Regions from separate parts of the Sus scrofa genome. Here region 2 is linked to region 1. The links are chromatin contacts, called in public Hi-C maps. All regions are on one chromosome and are shown on one strand. Each heading gives the region's core, a stretch centred on a gene start, on an enhancer-like site or on the middle of the called end of the contact. The rest is flanking DNA. Distances are from core to core; before and after follow the strand shown.

Region 1 (7,069 bases), core at 2,431-4,930:
GAACTCTGCACCATCTCATGTTCTAGATGGGTGTGTTTCTTCCTTTGCATTACTGTCATTCTTATCTCAAGTTTGGAGGGAAGGGAGGGCAATTCTTCTGAATAGTCCTGGCAGGTGCCGGGCAAACCCACGAAGAAGCCACCAGGATGTGTGGCCAACAGCAAGATGCCCACCACAGAGGCACAGATTTCTGGGTGATTCCCGATTCCTGAATCTGGCCCAAGATGGATGTGACAATCCCATGAGCACGTGGCTTTCAACAGTGTCACCTAGCAAATGAATTTCAGTGCACTGGCCTCCTTAAAAGCGAGCTATTGCCTATCTTATGTCAAACAAGCTTGGATCCCCAACTCTTAAAGACCAGAGATGAGTGGACCTGCGACACTCAATTCTCTAACCTCTAAGTACAATTACTTAGTAAGAGGTTGTTTTTAGAAATTAGAATTGCAGAAGGTTTTGAGCTAGAAGGGGTGTCAAGATCATCTTCTTTGGAGTTCCTATTGTGGCTCAGGGGTGACGAGTCTGACTAGTATCCATGAGGATGTGGGTTCGATCCCTGGCACTGCTCAGTGGGTTAAGGCGCTGGTATTGCTGTGGCTGAGTCATAGGCCAGCAACTACACCTCCAATTTGACCCCTAGCCTGGGAACTTCCATATGGCACAGGTGTGGCCCTAAGCAGGAAAAAAAAAGAAAAGAAAAGAAAAGAAAGAAAAGAAAAATCCTTGTGTTTCTATTTCATTTGACCATTGGGATATAACACCACCAAAGTGTAGCGTTTGGGCTCCACTCTGTGCTAGTTCAGGACTCAAGAGGGCCTCTTTTTTAGACCAGGAATTCATTTGCTCATTTATTCACATTGACAGTCACCTACTGGGTACTCAGTACATGCCAGGCACTGTGGCGGGCATATGTGCCAACATTTCTTACAGTCCCTGTACCTGCAATGTTTACTTCTTTTTTCCCTTGATAGTTGTGTACAATTCACTAGCTCACTGCTGTCAATATCTTTTACAAAGGTAATCCACCAAATAGCTGGCTTAATCAACTTCTCTCTGTTATCTCTGTTGACCCAAATCTTTATGACGCTGAAAAAGAGTGGAACTAGGCTTGCTCTGAATATGTGTAGCCATGGCTGCTTTAATTGAAAAATTAAAATCATATCCATTCCAGACTATTCTGAGAGAGAGAGAGATAGCCCCCTTATCAGATAAGCTATGATTTTTTTCCTACACATACTGGGGTGTAGGCTTCAGAGTGATGGGTTTTGATGGAGCTTTTCTTATCGTGCTTGTTACCAAGGATTCTATCTTCCTCAATGCTTCAAACTACACATAGGTCGTAACTGAATTGTTCCACAATAAAGGAAACAAATTGTCTCCAGGATGACATTCAGCTATTAAAGAACCCTTCCCATCCAAATTCTTTCTGTGGCTCTCTGAGACCATGACAGCTTGTCACTGAACTGGCCATACAGCAGAGAAGGCTGGTCCCTATCTAGGATAGTGCTATCGTCATTAACAGAAGAAAGTTGCTCTCACACCTCTTCTTCCCCTTACAAGCCTCATGTGAAACAATCGACATTAAGTTGGGCAAACACGCTATTGTTCCCATTTCGCAGATGAGAAAACAGAGGCTCAGAGGAGTTAGGTGATTTGTCCAAGCCTTTCAGCCATTAAATAGGGAAGTTTCAGATGGAAAAGCAGGACTTGGACTCCATTCTTTATTTATTTATTTTTTTAATTATTAGGGAGTTCCTGTTGTGGCTCAGCAATAAGGAACCCGCCTGGTATCCATGAGGATGTAGGTTTGATCCCTGGCCTCGCTCAGTGGGTTCGGGATCCAGCGTTGCTGTGAGCTGTGGGGTAGGTCGCAGACGCAGCCCAGATCGTGAGTTGCTGTGGCTGTGGTGTAGGTCGGCAGCTGCAGCTCCAATTCAAACCCTAGCCTGGGAACCTCCATAAGCCATAGGTATGGTCCTAAAAAGACTAAATAAATAAAGAAAATGATGATAAGATCGCACCTCATTACTGAGGGGTACTATGTAACCTGGGTACCTAATAGACTTGCACGATTACAGGGAGCAAATTTTACTTAACCACTGACCTCAAGAGATGAGAAAGAACGCTAGACAGAAAAACCTGCAGTCGGCCAAAGACACGTGATCTCGCTCCCTCTCCAACTCGCAGGTGGTGTGTATGCAGAAAGGGCCCCGTGATTTGGTAAAGGGGAGTCTCCAGAATGTGTTTTTAGGCACATCCGTAAGTCAAAGAGGTCCTCCAGGAATGGGAAGGAGGAAAGGGGTTGTACTTCCCCACCTTTGTCCAGGCTGAGCAGCCACAGACAGAGGCTGGAGGGGATCCCGGGTCACCCCCCAACATGTGGCTGAAGGAACGCGCCCCCAGGGGGGCCCCCTGGCTGCAGCCCCCGCCACGCCAACAGCAATGAATTCACCTCACCGGGAATTGCTCCAGCCCTCAGCTTCCCAAGCCAGAGCTGGCTCTCAGGAGCCACATGGGGCAGACACTACAGCCCCCGATGGCTGGATGTGAGAAGCTTTCCTTCCATGGTCATTCTGGCGACAAAAGTAACACCTACCACCTACCCCTGACCCTGCATTGCCTACCCCATCCCCCGCCTACTTACTCAGCAGCGCTCACTCAGTTTTATTCCCGGGCAGTGGCCTTTCCTACCAGTGGTGCCCCCTGCCTTCAAAAGCAAGTCTCTCGAGAGACTTTCTTTTTTTTCCTTTTTTTTTTTTTTTTTTTGCTGTGAGCTATAATGAAGGCTCTGTTCTATAAAAATCTACCAGGAAGCCTTGGCTTCGCCAAAGGGCGAGGAGATGAGCCCTAATCCCCCAACCCAGGACCCCAACCATTCTCCAACCCCACAACAGCCCCCACCTCTAGCTCCCAGACCAGGCAGGCGGCATAGGCATGCGAGATGGGGTTGAAGCCTGAGCCGTAGTGGATCTGCCCTCACTGTGGTCCTGTAGGAACTGGATTCTAAGAGACCAGTGGTCAGAAAGCTGGGGCTCCAGGGGAGAGCATCGAGCTTGGAGGAGCCAAGACTGGACCCCGATTTATGTGATTCTGAGACATTTTCTTTCTGCCTTCCACCCTCAGTCCAACCCCTCTGTCTAACTGTCCCCTTGCAGTGGCTCTTGTGGTCCCCTCCCCAAAACCCACGGTAAGAGAAAAAAGCTCAAACAGCAGGAGGCCCGGAACTTTAGCTTCATTGCACAGTGTGCAATCAAGAGCCTTCTCTTCAGAGAACCCCGCTTTACCTCTGCGTTCCAGACGGCTCTGAATTAATTTTTTCTCTCACGCCCCTGTGAAAGCTGCAAGACTCTTCCTGGGAACATTGAAATTCACAAACTCCAATCTCTTCATCTAACACATTTGAAAGACATCAAGTTCTGGGGGAAAGGATTCGTTATCTTGATGATGTGTGTATGTCACAGTCTAGAAACAGCCGCTGAAAACGTGTCAGGGGGTCTTAAGCACTAACTTTGGGCGGGGGGCCGGGGGAGGCGGTTGGGACGACGACTAGATTTTCACCACAGGCTTTTGTTTGGTTGAGTTCTGATTAAAACCTGCTGTCAGCTCTCCAGCTCAGTTACACGGGACCATTTCACTAGAGCAACAGTATCTGTGATGTTCAAAACATCACATGACATCTCTCAGGGTGGTGAGCAATGAAACACGGGACAGCAGCAAAGGAGCCAGGCACGGGGAGGGGGTGCCTGTGTGTGCACATGCGTGTGATTGTCCACGTGGGGTCTTCAGTGCGCGTCCAAGCCCCCCCCCCCACCGTTTGTCTGCACCTAGAGCTGCTGCTCACAGACCTCACTGATCAAGCTGCTTGCTCGCTACATTCTCATCTCAGGCAAGACTCATGTCTTACAGTTTTTGCAGGGAAACCTCAGCATGAGGAGCAATGTACTTGCCCACAAAGAAATCTCGAGGCTTAAATTCAGTTACGATCCTGACCACAGCACCGAAAGATGTTTGGCTGTTATCACCCAAGGGTGTTTTCCCATCACCGACCACAATCTATAAGCCATGGACCTTTAATTTCCCCACTGACGGGAAGGACTCCGAGATCTCCCAGAGGGTGTCAGCATGAAGGGTCATCTCAAATGGCATTACTGATCCAGAAAGCTGCCTCCCTTGGACTTGACACCAACAGTATCCATTTCCTGTGTTAAACAGCATCTCTGGACGGCAAATGCATTCGACTCAGTCTTTACATCTAATGATATTATGACCCCAAATTCCAGAAAATAACATAGAAAGCATTTTCTAAACAGACTCAGACATGGAGAGCAGACTTGGGCTTGCAGAGGGAGAGGCGGAGGGAGTGGGATGGACAGGGAGTTTGGGATGGGGAGTTTGGGACGAGTAGATACAAACTGTTACATTTAGAATGGATGAGCAATGAGGTGCTGCTGCTCAGCACAGGGAGCTATGTCCAATCCCTTGTGATGAAACATGATGACAGATAGTATGAGAAAAATAGTGTGTCTAGATGTCAGACTGGGTCACTTTACTGTACAGCAGAAATTGACAGAACAATGTAAACCAACCACAATTAAAATATTTTTTTAGGAACAGCATTTTCTCTTAGGCAAACTGGGGGACAACTCCTTCCTTGTTTTTGTTGTTGTTTTAGGGACGCACACACATCACATGGAAGATCTCAGGCTAGGGGTCAAATCAGAGATGCAGGTGTTCCCGTCGTGGCGCAGTGGTTAACGAATCCAACTAGGAACCATGAGGTTGCGGGTTCGATCCCTGCCCTTGCTCAGTGGGTTAACGATCTGGCGTTGCCCTGAGCTGTGGTGTAGGTTGCAGACGCAGCTCGGATCTTGCGTTGCTGTGGCTCTGGCGTAGGCCGGTGGCTACAGCCCCAATTCAACCCCTAGCCTGGGAACCTCCATATGCCGCGGAAGTGGCCCAAGAAATGGCAAAAAGACAAAAAAAAAAAAAATCAGAGATGCAGCTGCCAGTCTATGTCACAGCCACAGCAACACAGGATCTGAGCCATGTCTGGGACCTACACCACAGCTCACGGCAATGCCAGATCCCTAACCCACAGAGCAGGGCCGGGGATCGAACTCTCATCCTCATGGATACCAGTCAGTTTCATTACTGCTGAGCCACAATGGGAACTCCTCTTGTTACTTATTACTAGCACCATTCCTTGCTGTTTTTATGCTTTTGCAAATAGGGATGCTCAATAAATGTTTTCGATGTGTGTTAGCACAAACCAACTCCCAGTTGTCCTGAAAAAGCCTGGAGACAGCTAATGTTCACCCCTGGTGTAGTCTATGCTGTCAGCTGCTGCAGTCCTAAGGAATTAGAACATGCGTTCCAAAAGCCCCTGTGAAATAGAAATGGGAGACACAAATCGGGACGGGACAAGAGCAAAAAACGCATCCGCAAATCAAAGATAAGCAACTACGGCCCATCACACAGACCCCCCATTTCAGCCACAGGACACGGGCAGCTGATGGGGGTCCATGGAACGGCATCTTCCTCCACTCATCAGGCTGCAGTGCAATGCGCCCACATTAACTTTCTAGTTTTTCCTCGTGTCAGAGAGTGGGGAGAGGGGGGAGTTTTGCCTTCTTTTCTGTATCCAGTCTTCCCTTCACTGCAGGACTGTCCCTCACCACGTGACTCACTTCTGGGGCCAATCCTAACAGCATCTCCAGAGGGCCCCCTCCCCGGCGCCACCCCCCCCCCATGGTCCCAGCAGGCTCCCCCAGGGGAGGAGCTGCCCTCTGTGACCCAGGAACAGGGCAGCACAGCGGAGTCTTGCTGACAGCTATGGGCACATGTCACTCCTTCCGGGGACCAAATGCTTCATTTTATGAGTTATGTTCACATGGCCCCAGCAGGCAGAGAAACCAGAGGGAAGCACTGGGATGGCTCTGAAGCCAGAAGGAGCTTCACTTCTCTTCGGTGTGTCCCTGCAGGTGGGGGTGGGCAGCCCACGGTGCCACCGTGCACTTTTTCCGTAGTGCTTTCTGCTCCTGAGGTTCCAGCAAAGTCGATCCCACTTCACCTCTCATCTCACCCTGCCTGTCTGTCCTTCTCCTGGAAGCCAGACCCACCCAGGACTCAAGTGACACTCAAGCGACATATTGGTGGCTCCCCTTTTGGGTGCAAGGTAAGCAGGATCCTTACCTAAGCAGGATATTTAATGGGGGGAGAGCCAACATTCTAAGACAAGTTGTTTTTTTTCTTTTTAGGGCCACTTTCGCAGTATGTGGAAATTCCCAGGCCAGGGGGTGAAATGGAGCTACACTTGCCGACCTACACCACAGCCACAGCAATGCAGGATCTGAACCACATCTGTGACCTACACTGCAGCTTGAGGCAATGCCAGATCCTTAACCCACTGAGCAAGGCCAGGGATTGAACCCACATCCTCAAGGATACTAGTTGGGTTCTTAACCGGCTGAGCCACAATGGGCACTCCTCATAAGACATGTTTTTGCTTAGAATTCTCACCAGATATTGCAGCAAGTTAACTACAGTTGGCTCTTTTGGCTTGAAAAAAAATCTACTGAAAATTAAGACAATAATATGGATTTTCCCCTCATCTCATTTAAAGCGATTTTATTTAAAAAAGAAAAAAACCTGCGTTCCTGTTGTGGCGCAGCAGAAACGAATCCAACTAGTATCCATGAGGATGCTGGTTTGATCCCTGGCCTCACTCAGTGGGTTAAGGATCAGGCGCTGCCATGAGCTGTGGTGTAGGTTGCAGACGTGGCTCAGATCCTGCATTGCTGTGGCTATGGCGTAGGCCGGCAGGTGTAGCTGCATTTCAACCCCTGGCCTGGGAACTTCCATATGCCACAGGTGTGGCCCTAAAAAGAAAAAAAAAAAAAAAAAAAAAGGCACCCCCCCCAAAAAACAAACAAACAAAAAAACACATGCAATTAGTTCCCTGGTGGCCTAGTGGTTGGGATTCTGCATTGTCACTGCTCATGGCTTGGGCTTGAGCCCAGGCCCAAGAACTTTCCCATGCCATGGGCGCAGACAATAAATAAATAGATAA
Region 2 (7,069 bases), core at 2,553-5,052, 210 kb before region 1:
GCACATTCTTGGGAGCACTAGGATGCAGGTTTGATCCCCAGCTCAGCACACTGGGTGCAGTGGCAGCACCCAGGTGGAGACGGTGCCTCGAATCTGACGGCTGGCCTGGGAACTCCATATGCCGCAGGGTGGTCCAAAAAGGAAATGAAGAAAAGAAAAGCACCTTCTGGCAGCGTGTGCAGGGAGCAGATGAAACTAAAACCTCCGCTGCCTTCACCAGAAAGAATCCTCAGAAGGAAGCAGTGGGTACGACATGGGCCCTTAGGGCTGTCCCTGGATTTTGTTTAGCAAACTACACAAAATCCTCGAAATACAAACAACCAACTGCAGTTAGTCCTCAGCGTGGGATTTCCTGCTCAGGGATGACAAGTTCATGAGAGAAATAAGATAAGTGGTTTGGAGGAAAGATCTCAGATAGCATTTTTAGGACAGATGTATTTAACTGTCAGTAAAATTGGCACAAAACTAGGAAGTGCACATGCGTATAAACTGGGGGCCCTCACACACCTCCTTTTATCCATATCTAGACATCCTCAACATTTTCACTGATTTCAGGTGGGGGGAAGGATAAGAAAGAATGGTAAGGACAAATGAAAGTAAATAGCAATTGGGGTTGTTGCCCCAAAGGAGTATCACAAAGTCTCTTAAGGTCTAATATTCTTCAAATGTAGTATCAAATGTACCAGAACCACCTCTATTTCTCCAGTTCTTTCTTTGTACATCAAAATGAAATGCAAGTTCCTGTGGTGGCTCAGTGGTAATGAACCTGACTAGTAGCCATGAGAACTCGGGTTCAATCCCTGGCCTCCATCAGTGGGGGAAGGATCTGGTGTTGCTATAAGCAGACATGGCTCGGATCCCCTGTTGCTGTGGCTGTGGTGTAGGCTGGCAACTGCAGCTCCATTTCACCCCTAGCCTGTGGACTTCCATATGCCACGGGTGCGGCCCTGAAGAGAACAACAACAACAAAAATAAAAATGTAAAAAAAAAAATTTTTAATGAAATTCAGCTCTGTTTTAGTTTAAAAAATTACTAGGTACCTTAGACAATTTGGTACAACCTAACTGCTCCGTGACTATAACTATTTGAAAATTGTTCAATTACACATGAAATGAATTATCATCTCATTTGCATGGACCCCCCAAAAATCTATTAATGCTCAATTGAGCCTGAACCAGTTGTGAAATAGGTGAGAATTTATGGTTGGATACTCTGATTGAAGCGCTATTAATGTTCAAGACAGTTTTTAAATGAATTAAGCCCCAACTCATTTGTATGCTCTGTCCCTTCTCATGCCTAATTGTGCCTAAATCAAGCTCTCCTTGAGTAACCATGTACGAACCCAAGGGCATCTTGGGTTCTCTGTGCATTGGCCCTGAACTAACCTAGAGCCCTCCCCCTCTGGCTGTTTTCTTCTGGTGGCAACATGACTTGTGATATGATGATTAGTTATCATGAAAGATAACAATTAGCCAAGGATTCGGAGTCTTGCCTTTGGCTCAGTGGTGTATCATGATTTGTGTCAGGCAGTGTCGACATCATCTAGCGAATGACAGAATGGCTCTGAACAGCTCAGGCATTTAAGGATGGATGGTGGGAACCTTGGGAAAATGCAGAGGGTGAGAATGAATGGAGAAAGAGTGGGAGTACATGAAGAGAGCTTTGGGATCACCACCTCTGCTGAGACAGCCTTTACTATAATATTTCAGATTCCCTCAGCCTTTTTTTTTTTTAATTTCATTTTTACTAGAGTATAATTGATTTACAGTGCTGGGTCAATTTCTGCTGTACAGCATACTGACCCAGTCATACATATATATACATTCTTTTCCTCATTCTCTCTTCCATCATGGTCTAGCCCAAGAGACTGGATAGAGTTCCCTGTGCTGTACAGTAGGACCTCATGGCTTATCCATTCTAAATGTAATAGTTTGCATCTACCACCCCCAAATTCCATACACCACCAGGTTCTCTGCAGCGCTGTTCACAATAGCCAAGACATGGAAGCCACCTAATGTCCATCGACAGATGAGTGGTTTAAGATGTGGTACATATACACGATGGAATACTACTCAGCCATAAAAAAGGACAAAAGTATGCCATGTGCAGCAACATGGATGCAACTAGAGATTCACATACTAACTGAAGTAAGTCAGGAAGAGAAAGACAAATCCCACATCCTTTTTTAAATCCCTCTTTCCACAGTGGGGGTTAAACACTGGTGTTCACATAGTACCAGGTGTAGGACTTGACTGTTATGTCTGTATCTCCACTAGATGGTAAATTGTCTGAGTGGTGATCATCTGTGTTATTCTTGCACACGGAAAGGGGCCCAAGAAGTGTTTCTGAACGAACAGTGAATAAATGCCTAAATGGATAAAAGAACTTATGCATATGCTGTGACATAGTTCTCAAACTATTTCCTGTATGTTTTTGGCAGCCTCCTCCAGACATGTAACAAAAAATCAGGCACTTAAACTCCTCAGTCAGGTCGTTGGGGCCAGAATGCACCTTGCTGATCTGAACCACCCTGTGTTCCAAGAGTAAGGGACTTACACGTTCTGTATCACTTGGGATCTAAAGTGTTAAGTTGAAATCTGTACCACTAAGATCAGCCTTAAAAGTCTCTTTGGAAGGAAAACCCTTCTTCAGTGAAATCTAACACATTCAGGTTTTGCTCCAGTCTTGGAGCACATCACTGTGCCTGGCTCAGCACCAGAGGTGCATGGCTTGTATTTAAATTTGTATCTTTAAATATTTGGATCACTGTGGCCAGTGGGCCACACAGACACAATGCAGGGCACGGCAACCTCTGCTCACCCCCAGGCCTGGAGGCCTCACTGACGGAGGTGGTGGGCGGGGTCATTCATTTCCTAAGGGAGCCATTCCTTCTCTCTTTGTGCACAGTTCTCAGGGCTGGAGTGTCTTAAACTGAATGCCTGTATCTGGCAGCAACCTGGCACATCAGGCACACAAACTCTTGTTGAAAAATGCACGAAGCTTCTATTGTAACAAAAGGTAATTATAATCCATTTGGCCAAAAGAGATGCATACTTTAAAAATCAAGAAACAGAGGAGCTCCCGTTGTGGCTCAGCTGGTTAAGAATCTAGCCAGCATCCATGAGGATGTGGGTTTGATCCCTGGCCTCGATCAGTGGGTTAAGGATCTGGCATTGCCACGAGCTGCGGCTCAGATCTGGCGCTGTTGTGGTTGGGGCACAGGCCCGTAGCGGCAGCTGCAGTTCAACCCCTAGCATGGGAACTTCCATATGCCTTGGGTGCTGCTCTAAAAAAAGAAAGAAAAGTCAAAATCAAGAAACAGCTGAAAAGATACGATGGTGCCAGGTCAGTCTGGGTTATAACATTTGGAAATACATTAAAACAATCATATGTTCGCTTTTGACGCATGTTTCTTTAAAGGGCGAGCACAGACCTCCTCCCAACGACACCTGTCACATTTCTGGGGTAGAGAAGGAGTAAGACTGGTTCCTCCAATTTGGCTGGTGGACAATGCAAACTGCAGGAAGAGTGCCGGCGTGTTGGGAGGTGAGCAGTGGGCCGGGTGTAACCACCTGCCTCCCCTGGTCGCAGCTCAGCGTCACCTCCCCCGCCCGTGTCCCACTTCCTCTCTTTTGGAAACCACACGTGTCTGACTTCACGTATTTCTCTGAGAGCCCAGCCTGAAAAAACGTCACAAGGTCCCATTGCGAGACTGATGGCCTTATCTGCCGAGTGTGGAAATGCCCCAAGCTGCTATTCTTAGCCTGGTGTTGGAGGGAGCTCCTTATCTCTGGCCCTGACAGCCTTGCCGTCATTCTCACCTCCTGCCTGTCTCTTTTTCACCTTTCTGTTGACGAAGAGGACAGAAGACATCGAAGCCTGTGTGATAACCCCTCCTCTTCTAAGAGGAATCTGCTCACTCCGGAAGACCTCAACGCACCCCCAGGAACCACCACCAGAGGAGAACAGGGCTGGAACCTGTCTTATCGGGGAGCCGTGTCTCGTATTCAGGCTCCAGCGTGGGGAACGGTCACACCTCTCCTGCTGCAGCCTCATCCCAACCCACGCTGCAAGGCATCTGAGCATCCTGCCAGCATCCGAGCATCCTGCGGTTTTCCCCATGAACAGGGCACATGAAACGGCTACACGAACTTTCAGGCTCATACCTGAGAAAGATTCCCGAAACTAAGAAAGAGAAGAAGGGTGTTCCCACTGTGGCTTAGCAGAAACAAACCTGACTAGTATACAAGAGGATGCCGGTTCGATCCCTGGCCTTGCTCCGTGGGTTAAGGACCTGGTGTTACCTTGAGCTGTGGTGTAGGTCACAGACATGGCTCGGATCTGGCCTGGCTGTGGCTGTGGTGTAGGCTGGTAGCTGCAGCTCTGATTTGACCCCTAGCCTGGGAACTTCCCAATGCTGTGGATGTGGCTGTGGGGAAAAAAAAAAAAAAAAAAAAAAAAAAAAAAAAAAAAAAAAAGGAAGGAAGAGAAGAAAGCTTGTGACAGAGCTGAGACTGGCTGGACTGTCCACTGGTGGTGTCCAGAATATGGGATGGGGACTCTGAGGCCCCTCTGGGAGCCCTTTAATGAGGCTGGCTTTCCAACCTGCTACCTCAGGCCCTGTCAATATTTCTGATTCAGTCCTGCCAAGTGGCTTAGGTTCTAGAAGGGTGATTTCTTCCCTATCCTCATCTTCCCTGTTTCCTTGCTGTCGCAATTACCTGGGAGTCATCCAGCTTGGCTGTCCCATTAAAAAGGCGAGGCCAGGAGACTGACCCTGAACGGACAGCTGGCCACAGCTGGTCCCATGCCTTGAACTCATATGCTTTCACTTATAACTGATGGCACATGTTTCAGCTCTGCAGATACATCTGATCCACTGTCTGACCGCATCTGTTACCTCAAATCCTGATTGAGCAGCACAGCATCCTGGACCCTGTGTTGGGACGTGGTGGTACCAGGAGGTCATGGAGAAGCCCTGTTGCCTACCAGCCGTGTAAACACAAGTCACTCCCGCCTCGACTCAGTTTCCTCTTCTGTAACACAAGTATGATCAGAATAGCACTGAAGCCATGAGACTGGTGGCAGAATTAAACACCCCGGAAGCAGGCACAGCCAGGGAACAATGACTCCGAGCTGTTGGCATCATGCTGTCACCCAGAGCTCCTGCACGCCCATGCTAGCTACTGGCATGGAGCTGGAGACCCAGCAAACGAGTATTGGAAATGATTCTCCCCTTCTCCCTGTGACCCAGCAAGTCCATAAATTAGGGATCTCTAACCCCTTGGAAAGACCGAGAATAATGTTCCCACCCTTCTTTCCACTCTTTTATTTACTGTGTCAAACGGGAAGAAAAGGATGTGACTGGTAAGGCTGGTAAATATGGCCACAGGCCCATACAGCCCAATGGTATCTATCTGTCTGTCTGCCTGTCTCCCTGGAGGTCACACGGTCACACACATTCCTCTGTGTGGCTTTCCCGGGGAAGGGACTGTCTGTGGACCCAATTCTGAGTCCTGGGGACTATGCTGGTGGGGGAACAGGAGGAGACCTCCTTTCACTCTGCCAGGATTAAGCTGATGGAGAATTTTCATTTTCTTGCTATTTTTTTTCTTTTTTCTTTTTAGGGCCTTGCCTGTGGCATATGGAAGTTCCCAGGTCGAACTGGAGCTGCAGCTGCCAGCCACAGCCACAGCCATGCAGAATCTGAACTTGCCTCATCATGGACACTGATGAGGCACAGCGGGAACTCCCAGAATTTTCATATTCAACCATACCCTGGTATCTATGTGGCGACTGGTTCTGATTGATACTCCTGGAAACTGCACATAAAGGAAGAAAGCCTCTTGAAAAGCCAAAGCGGAAATGGAGAAGCCTCCTGACTTCTACTCATGCGTCACACCTGCTACCCGAGAGGGACTAAAACGTCGTCAACAAAGTATAATCTCCGCCGGGGCTCTGCTGCCAAGGAAGATGATTGAGTTGGGGGCCTAACAACCCCTGCTCCCAGGTCAGCGATGCCACGAGGGGGCAGCAAGGGGTCCTCCTGAGAACACCAAGGATGACGATGTGCAGAGTTGATGCGTCAGACCAGTGGTGGAAGGACCGCTGCTCGAACCCAGGACTTGGGACCCCAACCGATTCCAGGCAGCCTCATGCCTCTCTGAGTGACCAGCATGCTTCTGCAGTAAATCTGGAAGCGTTCCTTTCCTGGTAGTTGATGCCTCAACTCTTAAGAAAATGATATCCCATTTCTAGGAGTTCCCATTGTGGCGCAGTGGTTAACGAATCCGACTAGGAACCATGAGGTTGCGGGTTCGGTCCCTGCCCTTGCTCAGTGGGTTAACGATCCGGCGTTGCCGTGAGCTGTCGTGTAGGTTGCAGACGCGGCTCGGATCCCGCGTTGCTGTGGCTCTGGCGTAGGCCGGCGGCTGCAGCTCCGATTCAACCCCTAGCTTGGGAACCTCCATATGCCGCGGGAGCAGCCCAAGAAATGGCAAAAAAAGACAAAAAAAAAAAAAAAGAAAAAAGAAAATGATATCCCATTTCTAGAAATTTCCATAATTAAATGTGAAGATCCCACTGGCCAGGGAAGCAAATGGACATGGGAGGGAATGAAGAAAGGAAAGAAGAATGCCCACATCTCATACAGAGGAGACAGGATGTGTCCGGGTGATTTTCTGAACTCGCTTTCTTTGCATCCTAACAGTCATTAAAATGTATAAAAATGGATAGTTTTGAAGCAGCAACACGAAGAATTATCATGGCTGCAGTTGCTTGGCAACCTGAGACTTTGGTTATTTTATTTCTAAACAGGGAACGCTATAAACTGGTATCTGGAGTCTGTGCAAATAGTTCTAAATGGATGCTCTCCCCGTAAATCAGGAGGAGATAATACAGCATTAATGTACATTTAAAGGTTGCTAAATATGCATATGTGTGTGTGTGTGTCTCTCTCTCTCTCACACACACACACACACACACACAAGATTCTTACACCGAGCTTCTCTCTATCCCATGCTATCTGAAGCAAATCTGTAGAATTGAGATCCCTTTGCATTTTTTCTGG

The links. Hi-C and Micro-C count contacts between places; a contact is called where the count stands out from the background.
Region 2: a Hi-C map of fetal heart ventricle shows a contact between it and region 1, with 2.3 times the contacts expected there. The contact joins two enhancer-like sites. A contact is called at or near these places in 2 of 47 Hi-C or Micro-C datasets (fetal heart ventricle and heart right ventricle).

The regions. Positions count from the first base shown.
Region 1 is chr10:17,950,787-17,957,855 of Sscrofa11.1, reverse strand. The region is part of intron 4 of KIF26B (kinesin-like protein KIF26B); the gene reads right to left. Among named protein-coding and RNA genes, the nearest start is that of KIF26B, 250 kb to the right of the region's middle. Within about 2 kb of position 3,680, at least 5 of the 83 cell types and tissues checked have an H3K27ac peak or open chromatin away from gene starts, as enhancers often do.
Region 2 is chr10:18,164,499-18,171,567 of Sscrofa11.1, reverse strand. All of the region lies in intron 11 of KIF26B (kinesin-like protein KIF26B), which reads right to left. Among named protein-coding and RNA genes, the nearest start is that of KIF26B, 460 kb to the right of the region's middle. Within about 2 kb of position 3,802, at least 6 of the 83 cell types and tissues checked have an H3K27ac peak or open chromatin away from gene starts, as enhancers often do.